2 separate regions of the Zea mays genome follow, and region 1 is linked to region 2. Evidence: chromatin contacts called from public Hi-C data. All regions are on one chromosome and are shown on one strand. The core of a region is the stretch at or near the end of the contact, and the rest is flanking DNA. Distances in the headings are between cores, read along the strand shown.

Region 1 (2,700 bases), core at 55-2,554, 160 kb after region 2:
CTAGCAATTTGTTAAATTGCTCAAATAATTTAGTTTCGTCAATCCTCTCACTAACCCTATGGAAGCTTCTTTAATATTCCTTTCTGCTTAGATGTGGATGGGGACTCATTGTTACATGTTGTTAGGCCCTTCCCCTTCCATTGAACTTTTTCCCTATCACGGTCAATAGAGCATAGTTCATCTACACTTTCATGTGACAATGCGCTATGCTCACCGTCCAAGTTGGAACAGATTTTAACTCCCATCAGTGTACTTCATGTACATCTTGGGTTGTTGGCGATGAGCACGCCACATGTGCTCTAGATTCAACTCGATTTCTCAGGGCTTCTTACAAAAAGTCTTAGCTTTTTCAAGCAACATAGAATCATCTGCTCCACTCGGTCGAGCCACGTATAAGAAGTTGTAGATGTTGTTAAATAGGGTGATCTTTTGGTGGCTTATGGACCACTAATCTTTCAACTGCTTGAGATGTGGTGGCAATGAGCTTTTGTGGTGAGTTGTATGTGTTTGGCTATTTGTCCCTAGAACATCGATCTCTTCTTACTATTTCCATCAGTAATAGGGTACATTAAGTGTAGTAGCCACATTTAGAACTAGAAAATAAACTAAAAACCATTATTGACCTAACAATTATGTGGACTTCAAAAAATATATATGCGTACTTACCAGCTTTTCATCCTCCTTTTGTCATCCAGTCTCTATGACATTGGAATTGTGGAGCATTAGAGCAAGCGGTTTGGATTGAAACGTCATCACTGTCACTACTTAGAGGCATTATCGTGGATGTAGGAGAACAAAGTACAGGAAGAGCACCATACGAAGGAGTATCATGTGAGGAAGGATAACCAAACAAGAGAAAAATGAAGAAGGAGCACCATATGGAGGAGCATCATACAATCTATACGGAGGAGCGCTATATAGAAAGTGGGACTGTGGGAGGCTACAATAAAGAAAGATGGTTGAATGTGGTGGGAATGAACATAAACACCCTCTATTTATAAACTGAATTTTATAATTATTTAAAATTTTAGCCTTTTTTAGTTTTTGGACTTCAAACGTTTCAAAACAAATGCATGCAACGAATAGGTGCTTTACCTAAAATGCCGACCACTACTGATTTTCAGATCAATATCGACTGAACATATCAATCAAAATCAACAATATTGAAGTTAGATAATCGCTACTGGTCCAATGGTCCAATATAATAGTCATTATTGACGGTAAGTATCAATCGGTACCCACCCAAGCTCTACCCACGGATCGACAGAAGCTATGGATGCCACTAATAATGCGGTCGATAACTACGGTGGTATGCCAGACCACGTCACCTGTCGCTATCGATCCACGTTAGGCCAGCCTAATAAATGTACCGTATAAGAGTCTATGGGCATACTTTGCCTAACTTTTATAACTAAGGTTAGTTCTTCAATTCAAACAACTAATCTTAGATAAAGTGTGTGCAGTTAGCAACGAACTAAACAAGCCCTATGTACCGTATAAGAGCCTAATAAATGCTTTCGCCCTCCTCTCATCAAACGGACACAATAAAGGGTCTCTTCGAGACTATCCAATTTTTGAAGAAACTGATTTATAAAAATTGATGTGGTTCCGAACGTATCAGTTTATGTCTCAGTTTATAAAATTAGATTCACAGTTTTTTAAAAATCAAGAATCTAGCCTATTCTAGCTAAAAAATAAAAACTGTTTTCTTAAAAATTGGATTGTTTCCAAACAGGATCTTAGTGAATCGAGTTTTGTCGGGGACCATAATTAGGGGTACCCTCAAGACTCCTAAATCTCAGCTGGTAACCCGCATCAGCACAAAGCTGCAAAGGCCTGATGGGTGCGACTAAGTCAAGGATCGGTCCATTCGAGGGACGCGATCACGCCTCGCCCGAGCCCAGCCTCGGGCAAGGGCAGCCGACTCCGGAGGATTTACGTCTCGCCCGAGGACCCCCTCCAGCAACGGACACACCTTCGGCTCGCCCGAGGCCCAGTCTTCGCCAAGAAGCAACCTTGGCCAAATCGCCACGCCAACCGACCAAATCGCAGGGGCATTTAATGCAAAGGTGGCCTGACACCTTTATCCTGACGCACGCCCTCCAGTCGACAGAGCCGAAGTGACCGTAGTCACTTCGCCGCTCCACTGACCGATCTGACAAGAGGACAGCGCCGCCTGCGCCGCTCCGACTGCTGTGCCACTCGACAGAGTGCGGCTGACAGCAGCCAAGTCCGGCCTCAGGCGCCATAGGAAACTCTGCTTCGCCCGACCCCAGGGCTCGGACTCGGGCTCAGCCCCGGAAGACGACGAACTCCGCTTCGCCCAACCCCAGGGCTCGGACTCGGGCTCAGCCCCGGAAGACGACGAACTCCGCTTCGCCCGACCTCAGGGCTCGGACTCAGCCCTGGCCTCAGCCGACGGTCTCCGCCTCGCCCGACCCAGGGGCTCGGACTCGACCTCAGCCTCGGAAGACAGACTCGACCTCGACCTCGGAGGAGCATCCACATCGCCCAACCCAGGGCATAGACCGACCACGTCAACAGGAGGCGCCATCATTACCCTACCCCAAGCTGACTCAGGCTACGGGGAACAAGACCGGCGTCCCATCTGGCTCACTCCGCCAGACAAGTAATGATGGCGCCCCGCACGCTCTATGACGACGGCGGCTCTCAGCCCCCTTACGGAAGTAAGAGGACGTC
Region 2 (2,700 bases), core at 52-2,551:
ATGGTTCTACATCACCAACACTTGCTAAAAATGACCAAATTGAATTACTTAGACAAACCAGAGAACTAACCTATCTTAGATCTCATCCAAAAGCTTAAAGCTTTTTAAGCAACTTCATCACTTCACTAAACTATTAGCCGCCCTCATTCCATAGGTGAAGTCATTTTCTTTTTGGACAATAATTAGTTTACTAAGCAAATCACATCCAACGAGTTCCAAATTTTTGCCCACAGTTTTAACTTCTGATAACAAGTCTCTCCAAAAAAATTTCAAAATTTTTGGTGTTATCCTCTTATTTATAAAATTAATATAGGCCTCCCAAGAGCACCTTAAATTCACTTAGAATTTGCTAATTAATCTAAAAAACCTAAAACCAACTTTACGAGAGAGGTCATGAAATTAGACGTCCAACAAAATTTGTCCCATTAATTTATCATTTTTCTATGATTTTTAGCTCAATTTACAAGTTTGCTAATAAAAAAACGATAAAACTGAGTACAGTACTAGGCCAAAACCTAGCCCAGCCGACCCAGTAACAGAAAGAGTTGGCCCACAACGAATAGCCCGCGCCCTCATCACATATCTTGCAAAAAGGACCTTCGCGCTCAAACTAATCCACATCGGCCCTTTCCACTGTTATCTTACTCACCGACAGATTCACTTAAGTCCCTCGGATTCCACTCTTTTACAAAGTTCCAGCCACGTTACCGGCGATATCCTAGACTGCGAACCCGATCCCGAGACATCTCCGCAGTAAATCCTCTCCCAAGTACACGGGGAGCATTAGAGACTCACCAAATTCCTGTTGCGTGCACGAAATCACTCGGGGAACACCGAACACGTGGTTTGAACGGCTGGAGATGAGGCTGTCTATGACGTCGATCTGCGGCGACGTGGTCTGGCGGCAAGTTCCCCGTTCCCGATCAAGGATCCTGGCCTCGGGTAGAGCGACGGCCGGCGTGGTCACTAGATTTGGAAGGCAACGGCGACAAGGGGTGGGTTTAGACTGAAAGAACTGCGTGACCAAGCTACTACGGCGTAGAAACAGGGACGGTAAAACTCTAGCCGGACCTAGCTAAGAAGCACAAGTCGAGGGGAAAGAGAAACACCCTTTTGCCTTGGCAACCACAGCAAGGTATAAACCGAAGCAGCTCTAACATCCATTACTATCTCGACATCTACAGGTTATGGCTAAAGTTTGCATGGACCTGAGCACGTGGCCCAGGCATCCACGCCCACGTAAGGGCAAGCTACAGCGAGGAGAAACTGAAAAAAAAAACAGCGGTGTTTTGATAGAGCAGCACAGCAATAACTGAGTCAGCAGTTGGGATAAGGTTTGAACTCTTTGGTCCCAGATATTTGAAGTCCAAGCTCATCCTTTCATAAAGTGCTAACACCCCTCATACTCCCTTTGACAGAAACAACAAAGCGTCACAGTGACTGGAATGTTCTTCAAACACATGCCCCAATACTGAACCAACTGAACTTCGACCCACTGGACTAACAGAGGCATTTCAGGGTCCTAATACTCCATCCTTCTTATAGCAACTCACTGCCCTTAACACAATCTATACAAAAATCGAAGGTTAAAAATATGCAGAACAGAAGTTACAAATGCTCAAAGTGAGCCCCATTCACTGGATTCTGGTTTCAGCTAACTGAAACATCTATTGACTTTATATGTCTGACAGAAAGGGTTTTGGGTACCTTTTACTCCAAATTTTTGCACAGCACTAGGCCTACTCACCATAAGAAACTTGTCTCCTAATATAAGACCTTCAATTTCTCTACACATTCTATAGTCCAAAACCTTAGGAACCGGTCACAAAAGAGCTCCAAACTAGGCACCATCCACTGAATTTCAGGTTTCAGAAACTGAACAAAATTTCAGTCAAAGCAACTTGACAGCCCATCTTGGAACTAACTTCTCTCCCAAATTTGTGTAGCACCAACCCAACACTTCTTAAATACGTTTGTTCTCCTAGATATGGTCTTCCATTTTTCTATAAAGTTCTTCGTCCAAAACTACCAAGATTTGGCACAATAGAGCTCCAAACAGAGCACCAAACTGTAAATTTATGTTTCAGTGATCTGCACAAAAATTCAGTTTGTGCACACTGACATTTTTGGGCAAGTTTTACTCCAATTTTTGTATGGGGTCATGTCAAGCTCACTTAAGGAAAGTTATTCATCAACAGATGGTCTTCAATCCATTTATGGACCTCTCAGCCCAAATCCTTAGGGATTAGTGACAAACAAGCTCCCAAAACTGCTATCAAACACTGAACTCAGTTCTAGTTACTGTTTTAAATATGAAAATTCAGAAATACAGCAGCACCACTTGGAACCACTCTTTTTTCCTGGGTTTCAAATGTTTTTAGGGGCCAGTTGCTTAATAAAGTTTATACTCCTATAGTTCCTCTACAACTTTGACATAGTGACCCATATCTAAACCCTCATAGATTCCAAACTACAGAGGTGCAAAGCTTGCCCAAATTACTGAAATTCAGACTGAATTTCACTAAGTCTGAAATCCACACTTTCAGACAGATCTACTTTAGACCAGCTTTTCTCTAGGTTCCAAATAGCTTTAGGGCTAAGTGTCTTAATCAAACTTATACTCCTCATTTAGCTCTATAATTGTGTTATAATGATCATAACCTATAACCCTATGGATAAAGCAATAGAGAGCTCCAAAGT

What was found. Hi-C and Micro-C count contacts between places; a contact is called where the count stands out from the background.
Region 1: a Hi-C map of leaf shows a contact between it and region 2, with 5 times the contacts expected there. The contact joins two enhancer-like sites. A contact is called at or near these places in 2 of 25 Hi-C or Micro-C datasets (ear and leaf).

Annotation. Positions count from the first base shown.
Region 1 is chr10:29,972,832-29,975,531 of Zm-B73-REFERENCE-NAM-5.0, forward strand. No RefSeq gene overlaps it. Among protein-coding and RNA genes, the nearest start is that of LOC100279532, 15 kb to the right of the region's middle. Within about 2 kb of position 1,305, at least 9 of the 20 cell types and tissues checked have an H3K27ac peak or open chromatin away from gene starts, as enhancers often do. A contact at or near this core is called in leaf, where this site is marked.
Region 2 is chr10:29,814,825-29,817,524 of Zm-B73-REFERENCE-NAM-5.0, forward strand. No RefSeq gene overlaps it. Among protein-coding and RNA genes, the nearest start is that of LOC103640988, 52 kb to the left of the region's middle. Within about 2 kb of position 1,302, at least 7 of the 20 cell types and tissues checked have an H3K27ac peak or open chromatin away from gene starts, as enhancers often do. A contact at or near this core is called in leaf, where this site is marked.